Linked DNA regions of Mus musculus: all the other regions are linked to region 2. The links are chromatin contacts, called in public Hi-C and promoter capture Hi-C maps. All regions are on one chromosome and are shown on one strand. The core of a region is the stretch at or near the end of the contact, and the rest is flanking DNA. Distances in the headings are between cores, read along the strand shown.

The links. Promoter capture Hi-C pulls out the DNA fragments that hold promoters and counts their contacts. A called contact is a pair of places that touch in the nucleus more often than the background predicts.
Region 1: a promoter capture Hi-C map of liver shows a contact between it and region 2. The contact joins the promoter of Car4 here to the promoter of 1700125H20Rik in region 2. A contact is called at or near these places in 11 of 39 promoter capture datasets (the 3T3-L1 cell line, 3T3-L1-derived adipocytes, the C10 cell line and 7 more), 1 of 484 Hi-C or Micro-C datasets (embryonic stem cells), 6 of 115 datasets of contacts at active chromatin or transcription factors (embryonic basal ganglia, embryonic midbrain, embryonic stem cells and 3 more) and 4 of 9 other capture datasets (embryonic stem cells, liver, macrophages and 1 more).
Region 3: a contact with region 2 is called in a Hi-C map of embryonic stem cells, with 3 times the contacts expected there. The contact joins the enhancer-like site here to the promoter of 1700125H20Rik in region 2. A contact is called at or near these places in 2 of 484 Hi-C or Micro-C datasets (both in embryonic stem cells) and 2 of 9 other capture datasets (adipose tissue and pancreatic islet).

Annotation. Positions count from the first base shown.
Region 1 is chr11:84,955,957-84,959,031 of GRCm38.p6, reverse strand. It overlaps Car4 (carbonic anhydrase 4), which reads right to left and starts at 1,278. Exons shown (of 8, transcript NM_007607.2): 1 at 1,091-1,278. The coding sequence starts at 1,145.
Region 2 is chr11:85,169,461-85,172,406 of GRCm38.p6, reverse strand. It overlaps 1700125H20Rik (RIKEN cDNA 1700125H20 gene), which reads right to left and starts at 1,311. Exons shown (of 6, transcript NM_028589.1): 1 at 1,180-1,311. The coding sequence starts at 1,230.
Region 3 is chr11:85,391,053-85,394,101 of GRCm38.p6, reverse strand. The region is part of intron 5 of Bcas3 (breast carcinoma amplified sequence 3); the gene reads right to left. Among named protein-coding and RNA genes, the nearest start is that of Bcas3, 39 kb to the right of the region's middle. Within about 2 kb of position 1,336, at least 96 of the 459 cell types and tissues checked have an H3K27ac peak or open chromatin away from gene starts, as enhancers often do. A contact at or near this core is called in embryonic stem cells, where this site is marked.

The DNA of each region.
Region 1 (3,075 bases), core at 29-2,528, 210 kb after region 2:
ACACAACTACTAAACCCGGTTTGTAAACGACAGAATACTTTATACGTCTTAACCAACGTGAACAGCTACAAGGCACTGGTTAATTTAAAAACATTTTCCTTTTTACTAAGTCGTTTTAAGTGCCCAACCCCTAGACACACACACACACACACACACACACACACACACTCCGCCCTTTAACATTATATTAGTTGCTCTTTTCCCTCCACTAAGAAGGAGTTGTTGCAAGATGCCTTACATCCTCCAAACTAAGTCCTGCAACGGGGAATACTCTCTCTCCTTCTGGTCTGAGAGACCCCTCACGTCCCCACCGTACGCCCCACTATCCATTCCAGGGCAGAGCACCCAACTCTGGAAGGGAGTTCTGGCCCGTTGGACGGGAAAGCTTCCCTGCGGACTAAGAGATGAAGTCTTCGTGAAGAGCTATGGGGTATTGGAGAAGGTGCCAACCGCTAGAATCGCCTTTAGCTCCTTATCAAATATTAACACGCCTCTACCTCCACCTCCCACCTAGAAGAATAATTAAGAGCTCGGTCTCACCATTAATCTTTAAACGAAAATCACCTTGTCTGGAAAGACCGGCTTGGCCAGGGACTTGGGTCTTAGGATGCCCCCCGCCAGGCTCCCAATCCAGCACTGGGGGAAGGGGAGAAGGGAGCTTGAAGCTCAGAGGGCAGGACCCTAGAGTCAGAAGAAGGGAACACCGGGACCCCAATACATCCAACCTGCTGCGCTTGTTCTGGGTGGGCAACAGTTACCGGTTCAGAGTCTCTGCAGGACAGTCGGCCACTCGCCACCCACGGGCAAACCCAGGAGAACCAAGGTGCGAAAAGGACCGTGGATCCAGGCGGGTCAGAGAAGCATCCTCACCACAGATCACACGAGCGTCCAACACGCGGACACCCCGCGGCCACACACATGCGAGCACACATCCCCCTCTCCCGCAGCCTCCCGCGGACACGTGTAGGCGCCCCCGCTCACACAACCAGGTCCGCTGCAGCCTCACGGTTCCCTGCACGAACAACGCGCAGCCGGAGCGCGCTAGCAAGGGTACCGGGTCCTGGGGGCGCAGAGGGTCACCCGAGGATACCTTCAGTAGAGGGGGCCACGTATGCCAGCGCCAGCAGAGCAAGAAGGAGCTGCATGGTGCTTGAGGGGAAAGACGCTGCCCAGCCTAGGGTCAATCACCAATGAAGCCACCCTAGGCGTCGCGATCATGCTGGTGGAGGCTTTATAGCAGAGCCACGACCTAAGGGAGCCCGGACGGCTAGACGTGGGAGTCGGCTCCTCCTCCTGGCGGAGCCTCTCTTCGCCTTGTCCAGTCTCAGATCGGAAAGAATCATCTCCCCGCCTACCTTGCTACCTTGCTACCTTCGCCCATGGCGAAAAGACCCCTCACCCACTCCGCATCTTCAGGGCTTAGAAGCGGAGTATCCCCACCTTGCCCCCATCCTACTCCTGTTAACTGATTCCGGAAGAAAGATGAGCTATCCTCAGGTACCTGACCCACGGGGTATCTTCCCAGACTCGTAACTTCCATCATGCTGCCACCAACTGTTCAGGGTCTCCTAGTGTGTCCTTGTAATAAACTTGATTTGGGGCAAGATGGAGCCAAATGGTCTCAGGGAGACGGAGAATCGAGACGGTTGAAAGCTTTGCAATGCTGTTTGTTGAAGAGATGCCCGGTGAGAGGCTCTTTGAGGAAGCGGTAGCTGACGCTCCAGTCTCATCTTTTTCCTTCCTGGCTATTCCAAACTTGATTTTGTTTTGCGTTTTCTTTCTCGGGACTGGAGATGATGGTTATGATGACGACGACGAAGATCCTCCTCCTCCTCCTCCCCACCCCCACTCCTTTTCGTTCCCTATTTCTCATACTAGGCAAGCACTCTACCACTGAGTTACATCCAAACTCAATTTTAAAGAAACCAAGACCCGTCTTCCTACCTAGAACTAAGCTCCCTAAAACGTGGTTACTGGTGGGTCTTGTGCTAAGCCAAGAAGATGGGGTGGAGTGGAGAGTCGGGGGGCTGGAAAGGGTATGGAATTAAGGGGATGGGAAAGTGAGGAGGGGGCACGGAGACACAGTAGAAAATTGGTTTACTAGAAAAGCCCACGATGTCATAGGGGAAAGGACTGGTGCTTTTGAGATCTGATGACAGTAGATGACAGTTGGGGAAGAGAAAAAAAACTAAGGATCTGGATATATCCCTAATTCTCCCATCAGACAGGAAGAGTCCTCAGCAAAGAGTAAACGGTCTCCCATATCTGGGAAATGGATCTGGCCTCACTTCCAGGCAAGCACTACTTGTTACTCTCTGTGGAGGTCCCTTACATCTCACAGATGGGGAGTCTGCGCATCCCTGGGGAGTTTCTAGGACAAGTCTGGGGAGATGAACAAGGAATAGCAGTACACCTGGACTCCTCCATCAACAGGAAGCCCTATTTTTCTGGTCCAGCTACTTCCCTATCCGTTGCCAAATTCTCTTCACATCACCCTCTCCCTGCCCCAGCACCAGCCTTTGAACCTCTGTAGGGGAACGACTCCATCAGAACAATCCAAGCAAAGGAGCTTCCTCCCTTCTTGAGTCTGGCCTGCTCCTCTCTCTGGCCTAGGATCACAGCCTACACCGGCAGCTTTGATCCTACAGAGAGGTTGGAGGAGGGTGTCCTCACCAGGCTTAGGGTCTCATTGTCTGCTTCTGCTCTGGAATTTAACCTCTAACCTGGGATCCTGGCATTCCACGCTCTTTGAGCCTTATTTGAAGAGTGGATTTGTGTTTGTGGGGCTGACAATGTCCCTTTTAGGAATGACAGAGGAGGAGTTAAGGATCTAGGCTGTCTCTGTGACCTAGGCCAGCCCCCTGACAAGCAGGGGAAAGATTTGATAGCTTGAGCAGGCTATTATCCATCAGTGATTTCTGTATTTATTTCCAAAGACCCATAGCACTGGGACCCCTGGAAGAGAGTATGGGAAGTAGGATGTGTTCGGGGCTTCCAGGAGGCCCCTCTGAGGAAGGTACTTCTGGGGGACACAAGTTATGACACCTCACCCAAGTGTTTCCATCTGACATCTCT
Region 2 (2,946 bases), core at 62-2,561:
CTTCTTTTTTTTTTTTTTTTTTTTTTTTTTTTTTTTTTTTTTTTTTGGTTTTTTGAGACACAGTTTCTCTGTGTAGCCCTGGCTGTCCTGGAACTCACTCTGTAGATCAGGCTGGCCTCGAACTCAGAGATCTGCCTGCCTTTGCCTCCTGAGTGCTGGGATTAAAGGTGTGTACCACCATGCCCGGCCCATGTCTCCTTTCATTTGGACATACCGAGGTGCCAGGCCAATGTCTATGCATCTCTAAATGTTAGCATCATGGCATGCATGAAGGGCACCCGGTAAAGGGTGGTGGTGGTAACAAGGGACTTGTGACACAAAGTGAAGCAAAGGGAACTGAAAACTAGTGGTGACAAAGGGTCTGAAATATTACTGATTTAGCACAGGATTATTAGACTGGTGTTAACTGGGTTTGAAACTTAAAGTTTCTTGTCTTTTTTCATTTTTGTTTGCTTGTGTTTTGGGATTTTTGTTTGTTGTTTAGGATTTTTTGTTTGCTTGCTTTTTTTCCTCCCCCAAACAATGAAACCACTTTCTCTGTGCAGCCCTAGCCGTCCTGGAACTCACTCTGTAGACCAGGCTGGTCTTGAATTCACAGAGCTCCATCTGCCTCTGCCTCCTAAGTGCTAGGGTTAAACTCACATTTTCAAAGCCTCTCAGAACAATTGGATTACTTGCCGTTGGAGTTCAGGAGAGGAAGAGCCACACTCAGAGCACTCTGAAGGGAAGCTAGGTAAAGTAGGTACAGGACAGGTTCCCCCCAACTGTAGAGAGTGGGGGACTTTGGCTAACTCCATAAACACAGCACATAACTGAACAGAGACCGTAACACATACGTGTGCTCACATGGACATGGGTAACCCTTTATAACTAATGATCAAATGGGACTTCTCACTGTCTTGACAGAAACACAGCTTTGATAAACACGTTTCCTACTTGCTTACCCCTGCTTTGCGGCTCTGGGGAGTCAAACCCAGGACTAGGGCAGGCAAGCTCTCTACTCCTGAGCTACACCCTGGCCCAACTGTCTGAAGGAATTGTGTTCTCTTGTTCTTTGGGGCTTTTGCCAACCCACATACTCCACCATTTTCTCATCTTGTCTCCTTCCTTGAATTTCATGTTCGTGGCTTTCCAAAACCAGCCCTTCCCTGGTTCCCTCACATCCCAGCCTCACTTCACCTTCTCTAGTGGCTTGTCTCCTTCACCCCCTTGCCAATCTGAGGCTTCCATCTCAACAGCTGGGTGGGCAGACACCAGGATAGCACAGTCTCAGGTTCCCCACAGACTTCTAACTTACTGCTTCTGTGACCTGAGTGCCCCAGGTAGTGGGCAGGTTGGCTCCAGAACTCGGAGCAAAACCATGGCAACTGCCAACACAGAGCTCAGGCCCCTCTCTACCCTGTTCACTCATGCCTCAGGGTGGCAGCCAACTATCTCCTTCAGCTGGGATCTGGACTAGGTAAGTCAGTGAGCCACGTGTGCTGTCCCCCCCACCCCACTTTTTTTTGGGGGGGTTGTGTGTCAGTGCTTACAGCTGACTAGGACCAAATGGCACACCTCTGGCCAGAAGCTATTGATTTTAAACCTCGGTAAAGTTTCTGAAGTAATTTTCCTGGATGGACACCACTCCGCAGTTATTCCGGAGGCTTATTGAGAGAGAAAGTGTGTGTATTGGGGGCGCGGGGGCGGGGAGGGGAGAGTTGTAACAGTCTTTTCCAGAACAAAGGACTAAAAGGTGTGCTGAAAGAGAGAATGGAATATAATAAATCTCTACTGAAATACACTGCTAGCGCCCTGTAGCCATCTAGTTAATAAATGATTGTGTGGAGTGATGTTTGGGTTGCTTTAAGGGCACTTACAAAAGTACCAGCTGGCATGTATTTCATTAATCTCACCAAAACCTTCCTGGGAGTAGGTGCCAAGTAGTGACCCTGTTTCATAATGAGCCTGGGTAGCCGAGGTCCTATCACTTGCCTTAAGTCAGTGGCCACTGAAACAGAAGTAAGGCTTTTGGTTGGATTCGGAGTGCTCTGGCTTCTCCAGCATGCCAGCGGGAGGCCGGGGCGACCGAGCAAACACTTATCAGCAGTGTCTTGAGCTGCAGGCATGGTTCCGGCTGATGGGTGCTCAGCCGCTCGGTCAGGACAAGCTTTGTCCCTAGCAGGGCACCAGCGCCCCCTCGTGTCTTTCCCCAGCTAGCGTAGCGAGTTGCCCGGTGTAAAAGACCGTTGCAGCTGCAGTTTATCCATTTAAGCCATGTTTCCCCTGGAACGCTGGGTTCCATCTCCAGGGCCTCTTGGATGTCGCTCAGTTTGATCATGTTCTCCCTATTCTTTGGTGGCCTCTGGGTCAGCCAATAGAACTTCCCTCTGTCCATCTAGCCTCACAGGTCAGGACATGGCAGCTCTTACCAGCTCCAAGGCTGGACAGGCCAGGAGACCCTGGGGTTTGGGGCGAGTTCCTTTTCTGTCCAGAAATAAACTATTCTCTGTACTATTATGTTTAGCAAATTGTGGAGAGGAGATGGGGACAATCAAAGTCCCTACTTCTCTGCTTCACTTTGGAAGACCTGCTCCCTGAGGATTATTTCACAGCTAAGGACAACCATGTTGGTAAGAGGAAGGCAAAAGAAAGCCTCCTAGACACTCTATAAAATTGTCAGTAAACAATGTGTTTGAAAATGTAGAACATGCATTACCTCTGTCCATCCTGGGGAGAGCCTTAAGGAGAAAAAAATTGACAATAGTGGCATTCTGAAGATGTCACTAGGATAAATAAAATGTTATGTCACATATCTGTCCCCCGTGTCCAAGTGCTATTCTACGCCTAAAGCTCCTGAGCTGAGAGCAGCAGCATGTGCACACGGTTCCGTTTTTGAATATGCACTAAAAAGGTGTTGGAGTATATGCTCCAAAAGCCCCCAGGGGATGGCCCTCATTCTGCTTC
Region 3 (3,049 bases), core at 87-2,586, 220 kb before region 2:
TCGGTAACAAAATCCATGAGCAAAACACAGTGGGGCTCTCAAGTCTCCATCTTATAACAACAGATAAGAAGGAAACTGTTTAATAAAAAACTGGAAGAAATTATTTGGTGAAATCTTCCACCCAATGCAGCAATCAAACATTTTTCTGAAATCTTAAAATGTACCACTTCTTTGGTTTCTAGACACACATATATGAATGGACTAAGAAATGGTATTGCCTACTTCTATTAAAGATGTGTTGTTAAGTTCTGAGTCTCCACCTCTTGAGAATAAACAAAGAAGGGCAAAGCAGAGAATGTTGAGTAAGCAATTACATTTTGAAAATACAGTAAAGATAAAAAAATAAGTCTATTTTCATAGAATTAAAAATAAGGTAAAACTTACAGTTGTAATAAGAAGGGTAATGAAAAATCGCACTTGTGAAATTTACACACATAACAAACTACAATGTGAACACGAAATCTCCTGTTCTGTGCTTTCATTTCCATGGGCCTGAGCAGGCATTTGTGGCTCGATCTAACAAAATTCTAACGTTAAAAAATATAATCTTATTACCCTGAGCCTCTGTGCTCCAATATACTATTGTTTTAAGATCTCTCAACATAATTGCAATACGTTTGTCCTCACTGAATTTAATACACTAGAGCAGAAAACATAGAAAAAATCCAAACACATGAAGCTTTACAATAAAACAATTTTCAAAACAAAGCAACCTCCTTATTCTAACCTGAACACATCTTTACATGTACAGCAACAGGTGAGAACAAAAACCAGGAGGATAACAAAAATGCACCCCCACATTCACTGCGGGAGCCCGCACTGAGTTGGGGAGCTGAGCTAGAATCCTCAGGTACAGCCTAGGAAAGGGAATGGAGGAGGCACTGTGCCATACACAGAGAGCTGGGGACATCCTAGACGCCTGACTCTATGCTGCTGAAATCAGAAGCATAGTTCTAACTGCAGAACGTAAGTCGCAAGTATCAGCCTCCCGGGAAAGAACCCTCCAACCATCCGTGAAAATCCTACATGAGAACAACACTGCGCGCAGACAGCACTACTCGGCATAGCCAGACAGGGCCTTCACATCAGAAAGCACACAGACGGGGATGGCTCCCAGCTGCCTCTAATACTTTCATCCAGCATGTTCATGGGTAACTTTGCTTTCAAATAAATACCAAAACAAGGTTAACTCAGTCAAAACTACTTTTGGGTTTCCCAGAAAAAAAGATCTTAGAAAATGGCAAAGAATCTCAATGAGGGAGAGCGTGTGGCCTGAAAAGTGAGCTGCAAGCTTACTTCTAAACTGAACAGCAGGGGCACGAGAGAGTGGACCCAGGACTCCAGGCTGGAGAGGAGGGTACACAGGAGGCCGCTCCCTCCCAGAGTTCCTCCTGGTCTCCGCCTTTGTCCTGCTGGCATTTAATTTCTGATGACAGACTTTTGTTGTTTAGGGCATAAACCGGACGTACCAGTTTGAAGGCACAATAAGGAGAACAAAGAATGATTTGTTCACACTGTAGGAAAAAAAATCTTTTCCAACCATAGAAAATAGCTTTCGCATGGTGAAAATATGCAAATTACATACCAAACTGGAAGGGAGTTGGGGAATACAAGTTTAGAATCTCACAACTCAACCTAAGGAAAAGGAAATTACAGTGCAAAAGACAGCGATCCACACACAGAATCATCTGGGAGACCTCTGAGAGCCAGCCTGCTCTGAAACCCTGGCGTGTCACGGACAACAGAATGGATCCCGGGTGAGCCCCAGGACACACACAGTGCTCTGCTCTACAGAGACAGAGAACTAGAATCCAAAGACTTTTTTGGCAAACTCTACTGACAGACAGCTTTCTATTTAAAATGTACGTGTCATCAGTTATACATGTACAGGCTAATGAATGTTCCATAAAGCATCTATGCTACTGACATACACCTCAAAAAAATTAGGCTGGTAACAAATGCAGAGGCAGGCGAATCTTGACCACATCTTGGAAGCCAAGCTTGCCTATACAAGAAATTTCACACCAGCTCAGACTAAAAGTTGACACTCTATCTCCAAAAAAATTAATAAATAAAACAACAAAAAGTTACAAGGCTTCAGAAGGCTTGCCACATCCCTCCCCGGTTATAGCCACAATCTTAACTTTCAAGACTGGGCACACATTTGCATTACTGGACACAGTGTAACTGGGGTCATATAGTATACTCTTATAGAACCTCTTCCACATTACTATGATTATAAATTAATTCATGTCAATGAATATGATTACAAGTCTTTCTTTCATTGGATGAAAACACTATGATTTTACATATCCCACCACTGACAGGCCTCTAATACATTTCTAGTTTGGACCCAGCAGAATTCCAGCTTCCTGGCCACCACAGTAACACAAGAGAAAGTTGGACATAATGATACACACCAATAACCCAGCACTTGAATGCTGAAACCTTTGAAATTACAGTTTCAAGGGCAACCTGGGCTGTGGAACAAAATCTTGTCTCAAAAAACGAAAACCAAACAAAGGCAGCTGGGCTGATGAGCATTACTGTGATCTTACTCAGAAGACCCAAGTCTTGTGTTTCTTGGTCACAGGTTCAGGCTCTGCCTGCTGGACTATACAGAGTGGCATCAAAAATCACCAAGGCGACTTAGTGAGAACCTATCTCAAAAACAACATTGTTAATAAACAGTGCGAGGATACAGCGCAGTGTGGGGATGATTATGTAACGTGAGGCCCTAGGATCAATATCTAATTCCACCAAACAATCGTACAAACAAATCAAGAAAAATTATATAAGAATTCACTAATTCTTCCAGTGGACTACCTGCCAGGCCACCATGATGTCATCTAATTTACAGCAATCTATACCACTTTATTTGTGCTATTTTACAATACTGTACAATACTAAATATCAAAAACTGACAGTAATGGTTCTTTGAGTTTTTAGAAATTGAACCCAGGACCTTGTACACACCAGGAAGGACTCAACCATGAGCCACATCTCTTGCCCTGCAACTTCTTGCTAAACAGACATGCAAATAAACTTT